Regions from separate parts of the Mus musculus genome. Here region 2 is linked to region 1. Evidence: chromatin contacts called from public HiCAR-type data. All regions are on one chromosome and are shown on one strand. Each heading gives the region's core, a stretch centred on a gene start, on an enhancer-like site or on the middle of the called end of the contact. The rest is flanking DNA. Distances are from core to core; before and after follow the strand shown.

What was found. HiCAR-type assays count read pairs that join an accessible place to other places.
Region 2: a HiCAR-type map of fibro-adipogenic progenitors shows a contact between it and region 1, with 6 times the contacts expected there. The contact joins two enhancer-like sites. A contact is called at or near these places in 2 of 484 Hi-C or Micro-C datasets (the N1E-115 cell line and cortical neurons), 7 of 115 datasets of contacts at active chromatin or transcription factors (astrocytes, embryonic basal ganglia, embryonic limb bud and 4 more) and 1 of 9 other capture datasets (embryonic stem cells).

Annotation. Positions count from the first base shown.
Region 1 is chr19:55,582,958-55,588,843 of GRCm38.p6, forward strand. The region is part of intron 7 of Vti1a (vesicle transport through interaction with t-SNAREs 1A); the gene reads left to right. Among named protein-coding and RNA genes, the nearest start is that of Gm41871, 120 kb to the right of the region's middle. Within about 2 kb of position 2,549, at least 22 of the 459 cell types and tissues checked have an H3K27ac peak or open chromatin away from gene starts, as enhancers often do. A contact at or near this core is called in the N1E-115 cell line and fibro-adipogenic progenitors, where this site is marked.
Region 2 is chr19:56,133,632-56,139,517 of GRCm38.p6, forward strand. No RefSeq gene overlaps it. Among named protein-coding and RNA genes, the nearest start is that of Gm31965, 19 kb to the right of the region's middle. Within about 2 kb of position 2,105, at least 42 of the 459 cell types and tissues checked have an H3K27ac peak or open chromatin away from gene starts, as enhancers often do. A contact at or near this core is called in the N1E-115 cell line and fibro-adipogenic progenitors, where this site is marked.

The sequences.
Region 1 (5,886 bases), core at 1,299-3,798:
TGAGGAGTTGGCTGCATCTTAAGAGAGTAATTGTGAGCTCTTTGGCTTTTCCGTAAGGTGAAAATCTGGAAAATTACGATGCCATGGCAGTGTTTGCTGAAGTGATCACCCTGAGACTGTGTGGGGCTTATCTCCTGCGGTGATCAGCTTGGCCCTCTTACATAGAGCTGTCTTAAAAACACAGATCTGCTGGTAAGATGTGTTTTAATTTCAGTCTAACAGCTTTGGGATTACCCCTCAAGACTCTATCACCAGGCTTTTGTACAAACAAGGAGCTTTCCACAAAACTCCCATTCTAGTGGTGGCGGCGGCGGGGGGGGGGGGGGGGGGGGGAGGGGGCGTTTACTGGTCGGTTGATTGAGTTATGATTGTGTGAGGAACAAATAAAGGCTTTCTGTCTTAAACATAACAGTTGTGTCTTGCTCTCACTAATAATGCCTCATTTTCTCTTAAAACAATATTTACACAGCCTGACATTCTTACTGTCGGTGCAATGCGCTGCCTCTGAGCCGAAATAAGTTTTTAATCCTACGAGCCGGACAAGCAAGTTCAGTTCTACACAACCGAGTTTCAGCTGTTGTCTTGCTCACCAGTGACAGTGAGCACTTTCCCCCCTCACCCAGGCAGAGATGAACAGATACTAGAGAGGTAAATAAACATCTGACAGGCAGGATGAGTGGGTGGACAGACAGACAGACGGACAGGTGGAAGAGATTTGTTACTGTAAGGATTTTGTTTTCTGAACATCTACCCTGTAAGTTCAGTAGCTTTACAATGAGCATCATGATATACTCGTTAACAGCCGGACAGAATTACACTGTCTCCTTTCTTCCTTTACAGAGAAGACCAATGGTTGTTGTACTAGACATGTTATAATGTTATTTTCTAGAGTTAAAGTTGATTATATTTTGTTATTCATGGGAGGGGGTAGGGGTTGCTTAGACATGCATTTGGAGGTCAGAGTACAATTTGCAAGAGTTGGTCCCTTCCTTCTATCCTGTAGATTCCAGGGATTGAGCTCAGGTCTTCGCCTTGGTGACAAGTGTCACCCACTGAGCCATCTCTTCCCACACCCTCAGTTGCATTTAAAGTATCTTAAATAAAATGGATGGGAAGGTTTCGGTGCTGGTGGGTGCATGTTTCCAAGCTGAGCAGTGACTGAGTCCTGACCCCAAGGCTCCTGCTTCTCTGATTTCCTGTGGCTTCAGGGGCCACAGCCTCATGGCTACTCTCAGGGCTGGTGGCTCTGATGGTCCACACGCAGCCCTACAGCCATAGCGCTCAAGGCTGAGCCAAAAAAGGCCAGGACAATGGCTTCCAAGGGGAAGGTGGACAACACCAGGGGCATCGGTTGCTTGATTGTCTTGGTTTTGTTTTTCTTGAGTGTTGAGGCAACACTCAGCAACCAGAAGCAGGAAGATGGTGTGTTCTCACAGTTGGAATAGAGGCATGGGTAAGACTTAAAGCAAATCTGAAGTCACACTCTCTGCAAAATCTCTTTAAATATAGTTAGTTTCTGCAAGTGCCATTGGGCAGGAGATTTGAATTAGGGTTTTATAACTACAACAGGATTCATCTTAATCAGTTAATTTGGCATTTAGAATGGACTACAGGTCATTATAATTATGTAAGAGACACACAGTCATTAGCTTCAGTATTCCGAGTTCTCATTAATATCTACCCAGAAGAGTTGCATGAATGGGAGTCTCACTGTTGCCTGAAAATGAATGGTTTGAGGGGTTTTAGTGGTGGTGGTTGGTTGGTTGATTGGTTGGTTGAATTGGGGGAGGGTTGTTTGTTTTACTTGAAATCGAGGCCGTATCCCTCTTGCTGCCCTAAGAATTAAGTTAAGTGCTATGTCCCAACAGCAGGCCCCTTAGGTGTCAGGGCCGCGCATGTCTCCCACACTTGTGGGGGACCAAAGCATTTAAATCTCAGTGATTCAACTCAGCCCCACCAACAGACCTGCAGCAAGGTTAGGTTTACAATAATAGCAATGATGATGATAATTAGTGGCAGTAATGGACTGGAGAGAAGGCTTAAGGTTAAGAGGACTTGTTCTTCCCAAGGACCTGAGTGATTCCCAGCATCCATGTTACAGTCATCTGAAGGTCTAGCTCCAAGGGATCTGACGCCTCTGGCCTCCGTGGGCACCTGTATTGACATGCACAGACAGACATGCAGACAAGCAGGCAGGCAGGAAGGCAGGCACGCACATGCCCGCGCGCACACACACATCTATACATTTCTTTAAATCTTTTAAATAATAATATTGAGTCCTAGCTAGGGGATAGTTTGGGACAGCAGCACACCCTGCCTTTGGGCCCCGAAATCTCACCACTCAAACAGCTCCCCCTACTTGGCACTCCACTCAGAAAGCCACTGCCAGTGCCACTTTGGTGAGCAGAGTCAATGACCGAGTGTGTAGCCTCCTTGGTCAACTGAGAATGTGCCTCTGTCTCATAACCAGGCAGAGATAGCTTTACGCTCCACCCTGATGACGTGCTCAGTCCAGTTCTCCTGCCTCTGCCGAGCCCTGGAAGCGTGTCTGTGGCCCTGCTTTAACACTGACGCCTGCATGCCTTCTCCCAGTTGCCAAGGTTTACAGCCCTGTGTTAGGAAAGTCTGCTCTCTTTATCAGCATCATCTCACTGATTTAAATCCCCTTTTGTCAAATCTACTTTAGATTTCTGCCTTGTCACAATTTAGCTCTCAGTCAGTTTTATTCAGATATACCCAAAGGGTCATTAAAGCATTGTGGCCTCAGTCTTACCATTTTATTACCTACTGTCATGTGACCCCAAGAGCATGTGATGGCCTTGGCTTGCACAGCCGTCATCTAATCCCTGAAAGATGGGGTTTTATCCATTTGGTTCATGCCACAGCAGTCTTTCTTGAGACACCCCGGAGGAGAGGGAAAACAAGGAAATGGAAGGATAATTTTTAAACAGCCGTGACTGTGTCTGAAACGCTACGCCAGCCCACACCCTAGAGATGCTGCTTTCCACCCTCCCGTAGGTCACCCACCCTCCCTTAGGAATTTTTAGATGTGCCAGTAACTCTTGGATGCTCTTGCCTGTGTGCTGTCAGGACAGCTACTTAACACCAGGCAGTGCCTGCAGTACCTGATGCGACTGTTGTAGCCCCAGCTGTAGACGATCTTGGCTCTTGGTCATCTGGAAGCGGAGGTGACCTAAGCCCAGCTCTTCCAAACAGTGAATAATGCAAGGCTCGTATTCTGAGAATAATCGTCAGTTGATTTTGTTTTTACAGAAGTGGTTGGCCTTCCTACTTGTGTTCTGCTTCCAATGAACTCAGTTTTTAAATTTTATTTCCTCTTTTTACTATACAGACTGGTGGAAACACTAGTCCTTCCTTAGGCTGAATATATATAAAAATATCTTTCTGGTGATGGATATATAGATAGACAGACATAGATATATAGATACACACACATACATAATAAAAAATAATTTTAATTAGGTTGATTTTTTTATGTTATTGTGCCACATTCAGTAACTCACGTCAGCATCATTTGGTTAGCAACATGGTATTCAGTGGTTTTGTGCATAATTTGCTTATACAGTGAGTATTTGCATTACTTCCAGATTATAGCTAGGGACAGCTGTAATGCACACTCTTGTGTTTCCATGTTCCCGTGTGCACGTGTACTAATGTAAACCTGATTTCTTTGGTTGGCATTTGTTGGAACAATTTAAAATTTCAAACTAATGCTAAATTTTATTCAGGAAAAACTGCACTTGCCTTATTTCTACAGCAACAGCTAGTCCACTGTCCTTGCTGGGCATCAGAACTCACCTTCATCTTCACTAACCTGATAGTGAGAAGAAAGGTGCATCGCTATACATATGCACATATGCGCGCACGCTTGTGTGTGTGTGTGTGTGTGTGTGTATGTGTGTGTGTGTGTGTGTGAGATCATTCAATAACTGAGGCTAGCCCTGTCAAATTGTCACTTCAACAGCCTAGTTCTCCCTAGTTGGCAGCTCACACTTTAACCTGTCTGTTCTATTTCTCCTCCTGTTAAGTGTGATATTTCTTTGGTTTTACCTTGTTGAGACTTACGTAGTGAGTATCTCCTGCATGCTTGACTCTCCGTGGTGCTGAGGACACAGTGGCTGTAGGCGAAGCACCATGATCTCTGACCTCAGCGCAGTGGGAGGAGAGATGGGGTTGCTGAGGTTGAGGCCATCCTGGCTGAGAGCTTGTTCGGAGCTCCGTGGCAGGAGCAAGCATGCAAGAAGACTCGGGACACTAGGCCAGCTCTGGAGATACGAGAGAAGGAAAGAGTGTGCACGAGGCAAGGGACAAACTGGAGGACAGTCATGGTGTGCTGAGGGATGGCACCACATCTTACCAAAGCCAGGCATGAGGGAAACCATAAGCTGTGAAGGAAACCATAGGCTATGGAGAGAGTCTTTTGTGGGGAGAAGCAGGAGCAGAGATTTAAAACTGACTGCTTATAAATCATGCCTGGAGTGTGAGGGCAGGACACGAATAATGAAAGACTCAACAGGTAGCAGCCAGGGCTTTGATAAGGCCCAGCTCTCCCTGATAAAGGCAATTATGACAAGATAACTGTAAATGCCTGTTCATAGACCTCCCTAAAGGCCACAAACAGGCTCAGATCTCGTCTTTGGGTTTCTCGGTAGAACAGAGCCGTTGCTGTAAGAACCTGGTATCTGGTGCTCCCCAGCTAGCAGGTCCTAGGATCCTCCCGTAAAGGGGGGTGGATCCCTCACATTCGTCCATAGGGACGCATACACATACCCGTGTAACACGTACAGATTTACACACATGCCAGTATATACACATATGGCTATGCCCACACACTGATTGGTCAGCATTGTGGGAAGCTGTGTGGTCTGTTTAGAGGCAGGCAACTTGGGTGGGATAGAAGGCAAGGGCACACTTCCTTAAAGCCGTGGAAGTTGCGTTTTGGTGAGGAAGATGTAACTATTGCATTCAAATATGTGTGTTTGAGATGCCCTCCAAAGCAAAGTTCAAAAGCTTGCCATGGAGTCTTCCTAGCAAGGAAATGATGTGTCAGTTTTCCAGGGCTGGCTCAAGCTCGGCTTTTTTCAGCCTCTGGTAACAAGACCAGCTGTAGCTAGCCTTGTTTCCTTAGTGCCTGGGCTCCAACCTAAGTGTGAGCTGAGCTCACATGTTGCCTCCTTTCAGGGCCTGGTTTTAATCCAAACCTTAATCAACTGGCCATTTTGCTTCCTGAGGGTCCCTTCCTCCCCTGGGGGCAGCAGGTAATTGCAAGCTTAATACATAAGTTAATGGTCTATTCAGTGTTTAGAATGAAATAATGTCTTACAGATTAGGAACACAAGCTGGCCTGGCCGTGGCGAAACACCGTTGTAAGTTCCAGTACTCGGGAGCGAAGAGGACTGTGAGTTCAAGACCAGCCTGGGCTACAGAGTGAGAAGCAAGAGCTATGAACCCAGTTCAGCAGTGATCAGGACCCTGAGTTCTAGCTTGAGTACACCCCCAAAGATGGGGGAGGGGCAGAGGTAGAGAAACGAGTTAGTATAGGAGCTCTCCTTACCCTTGTCCTTAAGACGTAGCAGTATTGACTGAAAGAAAGGTTTGGTGTGGATCATGCAGCACAGTGCAGGGGGACACTGCACAGAGGTGCTGGTGAAAACAGTGGTCATTTTAACACTTGGGGTCTTTAACCACGTGGTCATGAACACAAATCCCACCCATGACATGCAGAGATGATGCTCTGGTTCCTTAGCACCTTACAGGGACTGCACTGTCACAGGCACCTTCACAAAGGTGACGTGCAGGTGCGTGGCTGCTGACGTCTGGGTCTCCTTTGTAGTAAAGACCTCACCTATATAGTGCACCTACAGA
Region 2 (5,886 bases), core at 855-3,354, 550 kb after region 1:
GCCAGTATGGACCGATATAAATAAAATACAAATCAAAGGCATCGTTTCGCTGGCTCCTTTAGGTTTCTAAGGCAGAAAAAAACGTTCTGATCACTGAAGCCATTTCAGGGCCCGAAATTAGAAAGTAATAAAAAATATCACACTCTCCCTGGTGGGCAGTGCATTTAATTGGCTCCCCAGCAGGGGTCCAGCTCTTGAGTCAGAAGTGCTTACTGTGTGGATCCCTGCTTTGGAAGGACTACATGCAAACACTACCAAACAAGTTTTTTTTTTTTTTTTTTTTTTTTTTAAATCAGCAAATGAAAACAGGAACACCAAAGGGAAATTCAGAGATGGCTGGAGAAGTGCTGTAGAGCGCAAAGGAAGAAAGATGCACGTATTCTGAATTTATTTAAAAATTACCTACATGGGATAAGAGGGTAACTTTATATGTTTAAGTCCTTTGGGATCCTCCCTATGACCCCATTTGGAATCTTTTAAACTCTAGCAACATGATGTTTTTACATAGAAAATCGACCACGTTCGAACACTTCTGGATGTTTGAGGTTTGCCTTTTAAAAGCTGATTTTTGGGTCACTCCTAGCCTAAGCAGGACACTCTTGACGCTAGAGGAGGGATCTGGACGCCCGGAAGGGTTAGGATGGTCCCCAGCTTCCAACGACTGCAGACCTTACAGCCTGGTGCTGTGCTGCCACCTTCTGTCCCAGCTACTGCGGCGAGAGGCAGCTCCGCTCTGAGCTGGTTCCTTGAGCTTTCAGTGAGGCAGGTTCCATGGATCCTGCCTGTTCCCAAAGCTGAAATGTCGGCTCCAGGCCTGGGGTTTGGCTTCTTGTAATGGCCGCTTTCAGAACAAATATTCAGCTTGCCTCCTTTCTCTGCCTCTTCCTTCCCGCCCCGTTCCAGATCTGGAAGTTTCCACAGGTAGGAGAAATGGAGATGAAAGGGAAAGAAAGGCAAGGCTTTTTTTGCTTCAAACGCTGCAGATGCCTGTCTATATCATTGAGCTGAGTGAGATGGAGGAGCAAGGAAGGGGCCTTGACAGGCAGGGCCAGATCTAGCGCCCCGGGAGAGGTATTCCCAGGAATGAGCCATTGGTTGAGATATTTAAAACTTAAGTGGACAAAACATTAGACCCTTCCCCACAGGGAACAAGGCTACAGTGGCTCTAGGGACCTAACCCTGGTGAGCACAAAGCCCTTCCCAACTCTACTTTTTTTTTTTTTTTTTTTTATGATTTCTCAATTGACTTCCCATTCTATAAAAAGTATTATGTTTCTGCTGAAAAAATCCAACGGCTCTGACATTCGGTCTGAGGTCAGGCTGGCTTCAACACAGTTTCATTTCTGTGGAGCATTAAAATGCCCCTGTATCTACTTTCTTTGAGCAAAGGGCAAGTGAATTCACATAATTAAACCTATAAATACATATTTTAGACAGGAGATTGGGGGGATCCTTCCTTGACTACCGGCCAAAGCATGATGCTCAGAGTACCTGGGACCTGCCAGGGGGTCCTTGGCAAACCCCCAGCCACTCCTGACCCACCAGTTTTAATTTGCTTGTCTCACTGGTCAGGGTGGCGGTATCCAATGTCCATTTTGAAGCTCAGGGCAAGACTGTGAGGCCGGAAGAGTTAACTTAGTTTGCCTTCCTTGCCACAGTTCCCTGGGTAGATTTTATGTTCTATACTAGATAGCAAAAGACAAAGAGAGCGGGGAAGAGGCGACATATGTCACCTTGCTTAGAGGATCTTCTCTGGGGTGGCTTGGTTCTGCTATGAAGCTGATCACAAGGTGCCCATTAATTGCCAGGAATTGAGTTTGGACCCAGTGGGGCAAAGTGGAATAAGCCCATTAGGAGAAATCTCTCCAGAACTTTGAACTGTTCTCAGGGAAAAGTTTAAAATCCCACACTCTTTAAGACATCACGTGACTTGGCCCCATCCTATGCCTGCCCTCGAGGCTCTGAGGCTCCTGAAGGCTGGGCCTCCTCTCCTATCCTTGGGAACTAAGTATTGTATTCTTCAGAGCCTGCCTGTGTGCTCAGCCCAAATCCACGGAGCCTCCTCCCCAGCCCTCTCACCTCATCAGCCTGTCTCCTCATCTTCCAGTTCCCAGCTAAGAAGTCACATGTAGAGGGAAGGCTTCCCAGAACTTTGAGCCTGGGTCAGGCCTCTGGAGCGTTTCTTGGCTCCCTTGGCTCTGGTCCCACCAGAACACATGTCATAAAGACAAGACAGGAGGCCAAAACTGGTAACACACTGTTGGCCTCCTCGAGAGAAATGCTCAGACCAAGCAGGCACCTCGCTCGCACTGTTTGTAGGCCTTGCTCCCCAGGCCTTTTACTGAGTTGTTACTGATGCTGTAGCTCTAGGGTGGGTTGGTTAGTAGTAGGCTGGATTAGCAAAGTTCATCACTCAGGTAAGGCAAAGGGCAGCTCTTGCAGAAATAGCAGTGGCAGGCTCCACCTGGAAGGGCTTCCTACAGGAAGTAATTTCCCAAAAAGAAAGATTTTTTAAATTATTTTATTTTGTGGAGAAGGTTCTCTGGGCAGTTTCCACAGAGCATGCCCCTGAGCACCGGACCGTTGTTTCCATGTCTTAGGATGAAACAATGCATAGCTGTGGTAAGAAATCTAAGCTGTATGGAGCTGTAAAAGACTAAGATATCAGTGCCTCTCTTAGCTTCCACACAGTCTGCGCTGTGTGGGGAGCCGTTAGGAGCCCTGTTGTGTTTTCTTCCCCCTCAAGATCATTATTATTAGTAGTAGTACTTTTTTACAATCTTTGCCCCAAGTCGTGGGCAAGAGGTGTTTTATTCCACACAAAAAGGGTGTATTGATAAAGTCCCTGGAAGGGGCTGAAGTCCTTTTACTTAGCTGGGGCTCTTGGGCAAGTATGGTGGTGTTTGTAGTCAGTGTTTGTGTCCTATGAACCATGGGTGATTCAGTAAGGCTGCTGTGATCTATCTAGCACATCTCCCCGCTCTAGGCAGTAGAGGTCTCCATCCCATGACACCCATGTTACAGGAACCGAGATTACTGGGTCTGTCACTTAAGACATACCAGGAGAGCCTAGTCGAGTGGAAAGTCTAAGTGATTAAGATGCATTTATGCCCAATCATTCCTAAGCCATATGGCTTCGTTAGGGGTTCTATTGCTGTGGTAAAAAAACAAAAACAAAAACAAAACAAAACAAACAACAACAAAACACCCCATTGTGGCCAAAAGTAACGTGGAGAGAAAAGAGTTCATTCTAACTTAAGCTCTCAGGTCACAGTCATCAGTGAGGGTCGTCAGGGCAGGAACTGAAAGAGGGAACGCCATAAGCAGAAAGTGAAGCAGAGGGACAGAGAGGAACGCTACTTACTGGCTTCTTTTCCACAGCTTGCTCGGTGTTCTTTCTTACACACTCCAGGACCACCTGCCCAGGGTGGCACGGCCTTCTAACATCAATTAGTAATCAAGAAAATAAATGCCCACAGACTTGCTAACAGGCAAATCTGATGGAGGCATTTTCTTCATTGATGTTCCTCTTCCCGGGTGACTCTGGCTTATGTCAACGTGACAGAAAGCTAACCAGGATAGCATACAAGATCTTTTATGTCATATTCTCTCTTCCCTCCTCGCCGTCTCCATGGACTAGCTCCAGGTGTCCTTACTGGGCATTAGAGATGAAGGAACCAAGATTCCGTGGGCAGAGCCAAGAGTGGCAATTGCTACTGATGACTATGGCCAAACTATCTGAGAAAACAACGTAAAGGAAGGGATTATTATTGTGGTTCCTGGTTTTGGAGGTGTCAGTCCCATTGTAAGGAGGTGTGCCACAATAGAGCAATTCACTCCATGCTAGCCAGGAAGCAGAGGGAGGGGATTTAGGAAAAGGCCAGTCATGGCCTTTAAAGGCATGCCCCAGTAACCTACTCTCTCCATCTAGGCCTCCCGCTCTACATTTACCCATAATGCCATCAGTAGATAGAGCCATCCATTAGCACAGAGCCTTCAGGATTTAACTGTTTCTGGAAACAGCCTCAAAGTATTTCTTAATCCAACTGAGTTAGCAAGCAAGATTAACCGTCAAAATACCAGAGCTGGGACTCAGCCTCAGACAACTTGGCTCAAGATCCTACAAGCTAAACAACTGGGTAGTCCCTTCGGCGTCCAGTTAAGCTTGGTATTGCAGGACTGAGAATCAGGGGTCCCACCTTCATCCCCTTGTAGCTGCAGCTAGAAAACCTTTGCCTCTGAGTCTCACTTTAAAGTAGATCCCTGAGAAAAACCCAAGTGACAGTAGGGGTTGGGAATAGGTGGAGATGAGACTGTTCTTCCTAGCGAGGTGTCTGCTCCACACCTCAGTCTCTCCCCATCTCTAGTCACATGATCATTATCCACACGGCTTTATGTCCACAGACTTTATGTGACTACTCAAAAAAAGAGTCTTTATCAAGCAATTTGTGCTAACAGTAGAGTCAAATAACGTAGAAAATGGAAACTGGACAGAAGTTTAAGACGTTCACCTCTGTCCTTTCAAGGCTCTTGGCTTTGTGGGTTCTAAAAAGCAGATTAGAAATTTGCTAACATTGAAAATCAACTTTCCAAAGAGTGTGAAAACATCGTCCTTCTCTTCGTCTTACTGAGAGGTTGGTAGGTCGATTAAATGAAGACAAAATCTGTTGAAGAAATCAGGTGAGCATTTCCAAACAGCAGATGAGGTCCAGGTCCCCATCCTGCTTATGGCTGTTTAAATTTCAATACCACACAGGGGCGGGGGAGACGTGGACCTTCTTTACAGTGTCCTGAGAATGTCAATTTGATTTTATTTTTCTTAGTAAAAACCTCCCAAAGCATCACTGAGAACGTGAATGCTTTTCCTCCCCTGCTTTCAGGCCTCTTTCCTCCAGCAATCACGTGTGAAATCTCACACGTAGTCACACTCACCAGAGGTGGATTCAAGATGACAAGACTATTCTCCTTGTGTCTATCAGATGTGCCAGAATTCCCAAAGTCAGATGAGACCACCGGAAACCTTAAGGCCCGCCCTCTGTCCCTCTCAAAGTGTTCTCACCTCATCTGCTTGTTTGTCATCAAGTGAAAAGACCAAGACGTCGATTCTAGCTCTGCACAGCCCTTAACAAACGAGGCACCTTCCCCTCGACCGCTGGGAAGCCACCGACACGTACAGCTTACTAGGTTTAGCTCCCTCAATATAGAGTGGATCCTGGAACTAGAACTCAGATGCAATGTGGGAACACGGATATCCTGATGGCAGTTGTGTATCATGGCTTCGTGAGCTGCCTTTTGCTGGCTTAGTTTTGGTGGAGTGGGTGGCATTGATAGAATTCTGTGTTCCTTTGACCCTCTGGCAACTGACAGATTCCTCTTCTTAGCAGAGAAAGTAGCACCCAGGTTATTCTTGGTGCATCTCAGACTGCCAGGCACTTCATGTTGAGATCTTTTGTCCCTTCTTAGCCACCGTAACTGAGCAAAGATCTTGTTCCCGTATCACAGGTGGGTGTATTGGAACTCAGCAATGGGGCTGGGGCGTCCTTATGGCTTGGGGGCTCCCAATGGACCTTCTATTCCCAGAGCAGAAGATGGATTCAGAGGAATGACCCAGGCCACCTGTTGCAGGAACCCTTTCTATTAGAACCCTGTCTTCAGTTCTATCGCGGACTGTGCAGTCTGCTCTGTGCCTGGTGTAGCTATGTGGCCTCCTCCTTCCTACACAGCAGCCTGTCATGATCTGAGCAGAAAGCTGACAGTGGCCGAAGCTGGTATGTCTGCGAGATCTGCCATGTGCAGGCAGACTGACATTCAGGGAGGAGGAGGCCTTCCCAGGTGATATTTTTCAAAATTATTTTTGAAAAAGTGAAAAATCAAGTCTGGTTAGTG